Linked DNA regions of Sus scrofa: all the other regions are linked to region 3. The links are chromatin contacts, called in public HiChIP or PLAC-seq maps. All regions are on one chromosome and are shown on one strand. The core of a region is the stretch at or near the end of the contact, and the rest is flanking DNA. Distances in the headings are between cores, read along the strand shown.

Region 1 (3,502 bases), core at 552-3,051, 220 kb before region 3:
ATGAGTCAGAATTGTTACAAAGCGAATTTCCACTAGGGAGCTCAGCAGATGAGGACATCAAATGCTCTCAGCTCTTTGGGCATTTGGCTCCTTCCTGTGAGTGTGTGTGCGCGTGCATGTGCGCGCAAGGGCCATTCATCAATTTCTTCACTGCACAACTAATCGCTGAACACCTGCTAAGTACCAATCATTGGGGCAGTATCTGCTTGGTTGTTTTGGCCACCCCGGGGCACATAGAGCTCCCGGGCCAGGGATCAAGATCCGAGCAACAGTCTCGACCTAAGCTGCAGTTGCGGCAATGCCAGATCCTTAACCCACTGTGCCAGGTCTGGGGATCCAACCCATGTCCTAGTACACCAATCCAATGTGCCACAGCGGGAGCTCCTGAAGCAGTAACTGTCAGAAGTCCTAAATATTAAACACACCAATATCAAATATAAGTGTGATATTATATGCTAAGCAACATGCTTCCGTTGCTTAGAAATAGCTGCCACTAGAGGTCCCATCGTGGCTCAGCAGAAATGAATCTGATTAGTATCCATGAGGACGCAGGTTTGATCCCTGGCCTCAGTGGGTTAAGGATCCGGTATTGCCATGAGCTGTGGTATAGGTCACAGACGTGGCTCGGATCTCTCTCATGTTGCTGTGGCTGTAGCTGTGGCCGGCAGCTACAGCTCAGACTCAAGCTCTAGCCTGGGAACCTCCATATGTGGTAGGTATGGCCCTAAAAAGCACACACACACACACACACAAAATCTGCCACTTGTACATATCTGACTTTTGGAATAACTAAGAGTTCCCTGTACTTCAAACAAATGTCCACACTGATTTCTTCAAGTTCCATCCATCAAGCTTAAGTCAAGCTGGGGGCCTTCCCTATACAACTTGCAACGACATCCCATCATAACCACCTACATGATATGCTTAGAAAAAAGATCAAGTTGAGTCTTGGTTTCAATCTTTATCAACTCAAGGTTCTTTCAACATACAGTTGGTACCTTGCCTCTTTGGGAAAACGGTGCTCCTGACTTTCAGACAAAACCAGGGAAACCTGCGCTGTAACTTCTGACATTCAGGCAATGATGACACAGATGTACATGGTGTTCCCCATCAAATCAAATCTACAATAAATTGATCTATAAGACAGATCTTAGATAAATAAAACCTCACAGAGCACACTTGTTTGTTTGGCATTAGGATTTACAGCACTGAGCTGATATATATATATTTTGTCTTTTTGCCATTTCTTGGGCCGCTCCCATGGCATATGGAGGTTCCCAGGCCAGGGGTCCAATCAGAGCTGTAGCCGCCGGCCTTCACCAGAGCCACAGCAACGCGGGATCCAAGCCGTGTCTGCAACCCACACCACAGCTCACGGCAACACCGGATCCTTAATCCACTGAGCAAGGCCAGGGATCGAACCCACAACCTCATGGTTCCTAGATGGATTCACTAACCACTGAGTCATGATGGGAACTCCAGCAATGAGTTGATATTTTTATATAAACTTCATGGCAGGTGATGGATTTCTCTCAAGAACAAGAGATGTTATTTTAAATTTCAAATAATACATGAGTAACATCTTAAAATGACACTGCAGAGGGCAGCCAGAGTGCATCCAAGTAATGCTATTTTTCTGCATGGTCTACAAAGGCGCCAGGGTGCTGGCTGGCCCGAGAGTCTTCTCTCATGTGCCGAGGTCCTCCTCAAGTGTGTGTGTGTGTGTGTACAGTGTGTGCCAGCATTCACTGTTTCCCACACTGCTGTCTACTTAAATCTGAGTTAGCTAGAGAAGAAGCAAATTCACATTAAGAAATTCTGTCCAGGACTTCCTGTTGTGGCTCAGTGGGTTACAAACCCAACTAGTATCCATGAGGATGTGGGTTTGATCTTGGCCTCGTTTCGTGGGTTAAGGATCTGGCATTGTGGTGAGCTGTGATGTAGGTTGCAGACGCGGCTCGGATCCTGCATGGCTGTGGCTACAGCGTAGACTGGCAGCTGCAGCTCCAGCTCAGATTAGACCCCTAACCTGGGAACTATACCATATACCATGGGTATGGGCCTAAAAATGGGACCAAAAAAAAAAAAAGAAAAAAGAAATTCTGTCCCATTAGAGAACTATCGTCAACATCCTATGATAAACCATAACGGAAAAGAATATTTTCAATTTTTAAAAAATTTTTTAAATAATACTTGAAATTATTTTTAATTCTTTTTGAAAGAAGGTACATATGGGAGTTCCTGTCGTGGTTCAGTGGTTAACAAACCCAACTAGCAACCATGAGGACGCAGGTTCGATCCCTGGCCTTGCTAAGTGGGTTAAGGATCCGGCATTGCTGTGAGTTATGGTATAGGTCACATACACGGCTCAGATCTGGTGTTGCTGTGGCTGCGGTGTAGGCCAGCGGTTATAGCTCCGATTCAACCCCTAGCCTGGAAACCTCCATATACCACAGGAGTGGCCCTAAAAAGACAAAAGACAAAAATATAAAAGAAAAGAAAAGAAGGTACGTATGTGTAACTGAGTCACTTTGCTGTATAGCAGAAGTGAACACACCATTGACAATCAACTACACTTCCATTTAAAAAAAAAAAAAAGAAAGAAATTCTGATTAACTAAAACATCTCCAAAAAGCAGGTACAAGTAAACTCTTTCTGGAGATTTCTTGGAGCCATCCTCCTAGATGACCAGGACATAGGGTTTCCGACCCTCCAAGGGGTACAAGTGCTGCTGGTGGGATCCAGATTCCAATGCGGATGCAACTTTTCCCAAATCAGTGTCTATGTGGTTCTCCATCCAATGGAGGGGGAAAAAAATGGCCAAGACCCTCCAAACTGGACAGCAGATGAGGGTATCTGATGTATTTCACGTATTTATTTTACATTTGAGAATGGTATTTATTTATTATTTAATATTTAGGAACCGTACATTACTTATGTTTTTTCATTTTTTCAAATTTTATCGACGTCTGGTTGATATGCAATATTGTGATCATTTCTGCTGGACATCAAAGCGACTCAGTTACACATGGACGCACATCCATTCTCTTTCAGATTCTTTTCCCAAACAGACCAGCACAGAATACTGGGGAGTGTTCCCCCTGGGGACCTCAGATAGATTGACTGATTGATTGATTGATTTTTGCTTTTTTTTTTTTTAAAGAGCTGAACCCAGAGCATATGGAAGTTTCCAGGCTAGGGCTTAATTCACTGCTGCAGCTGCCAGCCTACACCACAGCCATAGCAACAAGGGATACCAGCCACATCTGGGAACTACACCACAGCTCACGACGACACGGGATCCTTAATCCACTGAGCAAGGCCAGGGATGGAACCTGCATCCTCATGGGTACTAGTCGGGTTTGTTACTGCTGAGCCACGATGGGAACTCGCTGGGACATCTGATTTAGAAGACTGATACCTACTTGAATATTGCACAATCTGGCCAAGACCTGCAAACATTTTCAAGTCAATGTCAAGGGCCGTATAGAGTTGGCCCCCT
Region 2 (3,951 bases), core at 821-3,320, 180 kb before region 3:
CTACTCCCCGTTCTGTGCCTGGTTCTGCCCTCCTCTAAACAATCTAACTCAGGGTCCCCGAAAGTTCGGTCGTGGCCAGAGCTCAGTTCCAAAAGAGAACCCCAATCCTAAGCTTTGCTTTGCTTTCAGACATTGGAACACAGGACCACTGAAGACAGACAGATTTTTCCAGCTTGTCAGACTCACTTCCCCACCCCCGGATGTTTGCAGTCCCACAACTTACCTTCGAGGCCCCTTTAATTTTCTCAGAGCTCCATCGGCTGAATGTGATTCAAACAAATTTACCCTTTATAATGACCTTTAACCTGCTCTCAGACTGCAGGCAAAACCAGTGACGTGTCAACCACAAAACGGTGGTATTTCTTTCTAAAGACTTACCGTAATGCTGGTATTTAAATCATGGCTTCAGATGGACAAGGACTTCAAATTCTTCCTCACTCAGCTCTCCGCGTCTCCAGGTCATCTATGCAAACCCTTCCTGCAAAAGAGGAAAGAAAAATGTCCACTTTGAAATCTAGGAAAGACAGCAGCCAATAGTGTAAGACAGCCGCCTGTGTGAGCAAGGCCAGATCCGCTGCAGTGATTCATTTTCTGCTTCTAAGAAGAGCTTTTTCCCATTCAATTATTCATCTACATCGGTGACAAAAGATTATAGGCAGTGATTTGAGCATCTTTTCAACCCTCATAAAAAATACGCAATTAAGAAATACATTTTTTTGGATCCCGCTGTGGTACAGTGGGTTAAGAATCTCACTCCAGTGGCTCGGGGTGGTTGCAGAGGCAAAAGTTTGATCCCCAGGCTGGTACAGTGAGTTAAATGCCAAAGCTGTGGCTCAGATTCAGTTCCTGTCCCCGGAACTTCCACATGCTGCAGGCGCGGCCATAAACAATAGTAACAACATTTTTTTCCCTTCATCTTGAACTCACTGAATAAAGTCATTTTTATGTGATGGTTTTTCAAAGCTCTAATTTTTCTCTGGTGATGAAATTTGACATTTGGTCTAAAAGCAGAGCTATCATGAGTAAATATGAATCCTTTCCACAACACAAATTGACATCAGACCCAATAAAGGGACTTTGGGAAAGAAGCCTTGTAATGAAGGAAGACTTGAAAAGACAGAATGTTCTGAAACTCATCAGAGAGTTGGATGTGTATAACCAGAGGGAACTGACAAAGTCCCAGGTCCTTAGAAAAAGAGAGACACTGCATAATAAAATTGAAACTAGAGGAGTTCCCACCATGGCACAGTGGAAACAAATTCGACTAGGAACCAGGAGGTTGTGGGTTCGATCCCTGGCCTTGTTCAGTGGGTTAAGGATCCAGCGTTGCCGTGAGCTGTGATGTAAGTCACAGATGCAGCTTGGATCTGGCATTGCTGTGGCTCTGGCGTAGGCTGGCAGCAACAGCTCCAATTAGACCACTAGCCTGGGAACCTCCATATGCCATGGGTACAGCCCTGAAAAGACCAAAAAAAAAAAAAAAAAAAAATTGAAACTAGAATAACCCATTGAGGGAGTTCCCACTGTGGCTCAGCAGGTTAAGAACATGACATAGTATCCATGAGGACACAGGTTCAATCCCTGGCCTCGCTGAGTGGGCTAAGAATCCAGTGTTGCCACAAGCTGCAGCGTAGGTTGCAGATGCAGCTCAGATCTGGCATTGCTGTGGCTGTGGAATAGGTTGCAGATGCGGCTTGGATCCAGTGTGGCTGTGGCTGTGGCCATGGCGTAGGCTGGCAGCTACAGCTCTGATTTGATCCCTAGCCTGGGAACATCCATATGCCTCAGGCGCAGCCCTAAAAAGAAAAATACTACTACTACTAATAAAAAGAATAACTCATTGAGGTTGAGCAACTGGGCTGGAACATGGTCTGTGCCATTCATTCCGGGCAGAGAAAAACCTTCCACACTGATTTTCCTCCAGCATTCCTGGAGGAAAAGGGAAAACCTTCCCCGTGCTGGAAGTACAACAGAGTAGGACAAAGGGCAGCAGACACTTCCCTGTGTGATTGTCCTAACGGTGAGTCGTCATGTGTCTACAGGATGACCCCCATGGTGACAAACTCATTTGTCACCCTCAGAAGGCCGTCCCCCTTGTGTGGCATCCCCTTGACTCAGCCTGGGAAAGGGGCATTGGACCCAAGCAGAGCTCCAGCCCTGAGATCTGGACTTGAGAGGAAAGTCCTAGGGCTGTTAGTTGGTTGGTGGCTAGTTGGTTAGTGGTTAAGTCAGAGGGGTTTGGGGAAGTCTTCTGTTTTAGGGGCTTCCCTTTCCTTCCTGCTCCTTCTGATATCACTTGCTTAAATCACTCTTTTTTGGGGGGTGGGGGCTGTACCTGTGGCATGTAGAAGTTCTTGGGCCAGGGATCAAACCTGCACCACAGCAGTGACAATGCCAGATCCTTAGCCCACTGAGCCACCAGGGAACTCCTATATTACCTTTTGAAAACACCATCCTTAGATGCAATTAGAGATGATCATCCTAAGTGAAGTAAGACAGAAGGAGAAAGACAAATGATATCACTTCTATGTGGAATCTAAAATATGACACAAATGAACCTATCTACAGAACAGAAACAGACTCACAGGCATAGGGAACAGACTTGTGGTTGCCAAGGGGGCAAGGAAGGGAGTGGGATGGACAGGGAGTTTGGGATTAGTCGATGCAAACTATTACATTTAGAATAGATAAGCAGTGAGATCTTACTGTGCAGCACAGGGAACTATGTCCAGTCTCTTGGGAGAGACCATGAGGGAAGATCATGCAAGAAAAAGAATGTATATACATGTATGACTGTGTCACTACGCTGTAGAGCAAAAATTGACACAACACTGTAAAATCAACCATACTCTAATACAAAATTAAATTAAAAAAGAAAAAGAATATATATATATATATATAAAATATGTATGACTGGGTCACATATGCCATACAGCAGAAATAGGCACAACACTGCAAGTCAACTACTTCAAAAAAAAAAAAAAGATCTACGTTCCCCCTGCCAAACAAAACATCATCCTAGGAAAGAGTTCACTCAAAGAAGGTCCTGAACCGGACAGCAGCCAATAACACTGCCAGCCTCTTAAAGGACAGAGGTGGTGTCAAAAGTCAGTTTGGGAAGCATATGGGAGGCGGGGTGTCAGAGCTGCTCTTTCCTCGTGTAGAGAGCATGGGGTTCATCTCTAGAAGCCCAGGCTGAGGCAGCTTACAAGGAAATGAGCCTGTGTGTGGGGTGGGGGTGGGAGGGTGGGAGTCAGCCATGCAAAGTTCCCACAAAGCAACAAAACACTTTCACCACTGCTCACTGAACTTTGGACAGCCACAAACTCAGGACTGGAAGCCACAAAGATGGTTGCGGCACACAAAGACAAACTGTTGGGTTTAAGAAGACTGTTTTAGATGGAAAAAAAAATTATTATCCTCCCTACTCCACAAATCTGTTTGTTACTAACCAACCTCTGGAGCCTTGGGAACTGGGCTGGACCCAGGTGAATCTCTCTCACCTGAGCCGCCTCCTCCGTATGCTTGACTTGGGAGACAAAAAAAAAAAAAAAAAGACAGAAAGAAAGAAAGAAAGAGTTCCCACTGTGGCTCCTCAGGTTAAGAATCGGTCTAGTATCCATGAGTATTCAGATTCGACCCCTGGCCTCACTCAGTGGGTTAAGGATCCAGCATTGCTGCAAGCTGCAGTGTAGGTTAAGGATGCAGCTAGGATGTGGCATTGCTGTGGCTGTGGCATAGGCCAGCAGGTGCAGCTCTGATTCAACCCCTAGCCTGGGAATGACCAAATGCTATGGGTTTGACCGTGTGTGTGTGTGTGTGTGTGTACACACTCAAATGGGGAAGACGTAGCTGCTTTTGAAAGAAGACCCTCTTTTCAGACAAAAGGAAATGATTCAAAAAGAATGGAAAAAATGGCCAAGGAAACCAATAGAAGCCAAGAGGCAAGGA
Region 3 (3,952 bases), core at 778-3,277:
GGGTGCAGGAGAGAGGGGGAGGGTGCAGGAAGGGAGGATGGTCAGGGAAAGGAGCTTCCTGTTTTAGGTTCTGGCACCAGTGAGATCTGATAGGCAGACAGGAGAGGGAGATAAGAAAAAAATGCCGGGGCTCCAGTTGTACAGGGAAGCTTTTCTAAAGGCGTCTAAGGCGAAAGGTAATGGAGAAGGTGAGAAGAATACAGAACTCTGGAAGCAGGGGTACTGGGGGGTGGGAGGCCTTTCTGCAGCTGGTGTGGGAAAGCCATTCTTCTTGCAGGACCCCCGCCAGCAGGGCTGGACACAGCAGGGCTGGGGCCACCAGTCACACGTTTTCCCTGCCTAGTAGGAGAGAATTCCAGAAAGGACTCCTTCACCTGGGGAGGGAGAAGTGGTTTCTTTCCAGTTTCTCCGGGCTGGGCATTTGGCTTGATGGAGCTGAGGGAGCTTCAAGGTCATGATCACAGAATCACCTGATGGGGCCTTGGAGAAAAAGCCACAGGGCGGGACCCAGGCCCTGGGTGGCATTTCTGGGAGGCCCATCTCAGATCTGCCCCCATCAATGAGAGCCTGGAGCAGAGGTTTTGTTCGTGTTGATGTGCTCCTTTGCACCTTTTGAGACAGGAGGTCAAGGCCTGGGAGAGCTCGATGTCTGAGGTCTAAAGGCTGGGGTCAGGACCCTCAATGCTCAAGCTCAGATTTTATACTAAAGTGAACTTCAGCAGCTTATCATGAGCTGGCATTGAATAAGTCACCTGGGGGGATCATTAGTAGGATCCACTTGCCCACAACCTGCCCAGGGCCTTGGGGACACGGCGGGAGCCTCCTCTGCTTGGACTTGCCTCCTCTCTTCCCCCTGAGCTTGGAAACTGGGGTGCCACCCCAGCGTGGTCACTAACCTGCTGTAAGGCCCTTTGCCTCCGATCATTTCAGTGAGGGGTTAGAGGAGGCCAGTGTTTCTGGAACTGTGCTTGTGGGCCAGAAAGGAGGTAAAAGAGGGCTGGGGGGGAGGCAGCTGCCACCTGATGTCATCCACAGCCCTTTACTTGTTTTCATGTAATATAATATGTGACATGTTATCATATATTTATTGTATGTCTATAATATTAGTATACTAGTATAGTATAGTATAGTATAGTATAATATATAACATGTTACATAATATAATTTGTTTATAATATAGTTTAGTATAATGTGATATGACATAATATAATATATAATATACCATGATGGACTTCAGGGTAATCTTGCGTTTGAAGTAAGGATTCCAATACCTAAAAAGTGTGAAACCCAGAGTTCCCTTCATGGCTCAGCAGTTAATGAAACCAACTAGGATCCATGAGGATGTGGGTTCGATCCCTGGCCTTGCTCAGTGGGTTAAGGATCCAGCATTGCTGTAAGCTGTGGTGTAGGTCGCAGACGAGGCTTGGATCCCGTGTTGCGGTGGCTGTGGTGTAGGCTGGCAGCTGTAGCTCCGATTCAACCTCTAGCCTGGGAACCTCCATATGCTGTGAGTGTGCCCTTTAAAAAAAAAAGTGTGAAAACCCCACATTAGGTGACTTCTGAGGCCGCCGGATCCATATTTCTATTATTCATTAAACAATCCCGGGCAGCGCCAGGGAAGACTGGCAGTGTTAACTTTGCTTATTTAGAAACCTGAAAAAATGCCAAGAATTCACAGTTAGCAAAACACCCTTTGGCTCCTCATTTATCTGGAGAGCAAAACAAACTCACTTGACAGCTTGTGCAATTCTGGTGAAACGCCTGCCCCATGTGGGAGAACCCCCCCCCCCCACCTCTCAGGGCATTTCTGATTCCCAGCCAATCTGACACTCACTGGCTGTAGGACATGCCTGACCAGGAGACACCAGAACCCCCCCACCCCCTGCACACGCCCATGCCGGGATAGGTGGCAGAAGCCCTGGAGAGCGTGGGCTCTTTGTCATCTGTGGACGCAATACTGACATCTTTCACTGTTTACAAGGAGAGTTGAGATCTGTGATGCATGGTGATACTGCAGTCTCGTGAAAGGAGGGGTTGCATCATTGAAGGCCAAAGGAAGTGATGGGAGGTGATGGGAGGTGATGTGCTGTCCAGCTGTACCAAGTCTGCCTCAGGGCAGCAGCTGCTGGGAACCAATAAGCTGCCAGGATGAGGGAGGGACTGGGCTGAGGCTGGCTCATCGCCAGTCACCTTGTGTGTAAAATCACTTCAGCGAGGGACTTCACTTGGAGGCCTCCTTAAGGAAAAATCTGAATTTCCAGCCACAGGACTTTATGCATGGGTACAAATTGGTAGGTCAACTCAGCATTTACATCTCTGGGTGGTTTTCTAGTTCTTTACATCACAAATGTTTATTAAAAGTCTTCCAGGGAGTTCCCGTTGTGGCGCAGCAGAAACGAATCTGACTAGGAACCATGAGGTTGCAGGTTTGATCCCTGGCCATGCTCAGTGGGTTAAGGATCCGGTGTCGCCGTGAGCTATGGTATAGGTTGGAGATGCGGCTGGGATCCTGTGTTGCTGTGGCTGTGGTATAGGCCAGTGGCTACAACTCCGATTCAACCCCTAGCTGTGGGTGTGGCCCAAAAAGTCTTCCAGGAGTTCCTATTGGAGCTCAGTGGGTTAAGAACCTGACATAGTATCTGAGAGGATGAGAGTTCTATCCCTGGCCTCATTCAGTGAATTAAGGATCCAGGTTGCTGCGAGCTGTGGTATAGGTTGCAGATGCAGCTGGGATCTGATGTGGCTGTGACTGTGGTGTAGACTGGCAGCTGCAGCTCCAGTTTGATCCCTAGCCTGGGAACTTCCATATGCCGCAGGTACGGCTCTGAAAAGAAAAAAAAACGGTCTCCTGTGTGCCCCCACACTATTTGAGAAGAAGGGTCTCCTCTGTGAGCAAAACAGATGCAAATTCCTGCCCTCAAGGAGCTTCAGTTCTGATTTACAGCCACGTGATCAGTAGTCCTCTCTCCCCTGGGGAGGTGCTACCTGAGGGAGGATTAGGGCACAGAGGTGAGAGCTTGGATGTTGGTGTCAGACCCTTTGCCCCTCTGCTGGCTTAGTTCTCTCCTGAAGCAGATTCAAGACCCATGACTGTTTCCTTATCTGTTAAAGGGAAGATGGGGACTCAATGAGCATTAAGCAGGTGACCCACCAGAAGTGGCTGGGGTGGCCCTGGTGCATAGTAAGTGCTCATTTAGGGACTGTCCCACTATGATAATTTCTCTGCCTGTGTCCATCCCGCAGGGCCTTGGGGATTGCGCTCTTGGCCGTCTGTTCTATTGCCATGGGCGCTGTGTCCGTGGGGGGCCTCAGCAGGGTTGTGGTCCTATCCTGTGTGGATGCTTCTGCTGCCACTGATCAGGCAGGTGCTGCTGTCCTGTCCGAGAAGGGAGTGGCCGGTTGTCCCCAGGTCAGCAGCCACTGCGCCAACATCCCCCGGGCCAGCCCCCAACCATGGGGCTGCCTTCACATTCAGGATGGCACTTGCTTGGAGCACATTGGTGTCTTGGGCCTGACAGGCTTCCCGTTCTGGTTAAGAAGACTCACGCGCTTCCTCCGGGTCCCCCCTGGTGTAGGGTTCCTGCAGCCTAGTGTTGCCCTGGACTGGCTGTGTGACCCGAACCCAGTTGCTTAACCTCTCTGGTCTCGTCAGCAGAATGGCAATGATAATGCTCATGGCTGACGGGCATCCTGAGTGTCAGGCAAGACCAGAAGGTGAAGGACAGTAGAGCTGTAAGCTTGGCACTCATCTCCCTGCCGAGCTGTGTAGCGCATCTCTATTCTGCCCAGTCTTTGCTGCCCCAGCACATCCGATCTGGCAGACTCTCCCTTCCCCCAGTATTGCCTCCTCGTCTTCTCTGCACTCCAGCCTTTCTGTGACCATGAAGCCAGTTTGGATCCCAGGAGCGCGAGTAGCACCTGCTTCTGTGGGACTGAGCATTTCTGGAAGCAG

Evidence for each region. HiChIP or PLAC-seq counts read pairs in DNA pulled down with a chosen protein or histone mark.
Region 1: a contact with region 3 is called in an H3K27ac HiChIP or PLAC-seq map of alveolar macrophages. The contact joins two enhancer-like sites. A contact is called at or near these places in 2 of 2 datasets of contacts at active chromatin or transcription factors (alveolar macrophages and skeletal muscle).
Region 2: an H3K27ac HiChIP or PLAC-seq map of alveolar macrophages shows a contact between it and region 3. The contact joins two enhancer-like sites. A contact is called at or near these places in 1 of 47 Hi-C or Micro-C datasets (liver) and 1 of 2 datasets of contacts at active chromatin or transcription factors (alveolar macrophages).

Annotation. Positions count from the first base shown.
Region 1 is chr10:41,294,035-41,297,536 of Sscrofa11.1, reverse strand. All of the region lies in intron 3 of SVIL (supervillin), which reads right to left. Among named protein-coding and RNA genes, the nearest start is that of SVIL, 120 kb to the right of the region's middle. Within about 2 kb of position 1,801, at least 1 of the 83 cell types and tissues checked has an H3K27ac peak or open chromatin away from gene starts, as enhancers often do. A contact at or near this core is called in alveolar macrophages, where this site is marked.
Region 2 is chr10:41,253,705-41,257,655 of Sscrofa11.1, reverse strand. SVIL (supervillin) reads right to left here. Exons shown (of 36, transcript XM_021064788.1): 3 at 379-478. Among named protein-coding and RNA genes, the nearest start is that of SVIL, 79 kb to the right of the region's middle. Within about 2 kb of position 2,070, at least 1 of the 83 cell types and tissues checked has an H3K27ac peak or open chromatin away from gene starts, as enhancers often do. A contact at or near this core is called in alveolar macrophages, where this site is marked.
Region 3 is chr10:41,074,521-41,078,472 of Sscrofa11.1, reverse strand. No RefSeq gene overlaps it. Among named protein-coding and RNA genes, the nearest start is that of SVIL, 100 kb to the left of the region's middle. Within about 2 kb of position 2,027, at least 9 of the 83 cell types and tissues checked have an H3K27ac peak or open chromatin away from gene starts, as enhancers often do. A contact at or near this core is called in alveolar macrophages, where this site is marked.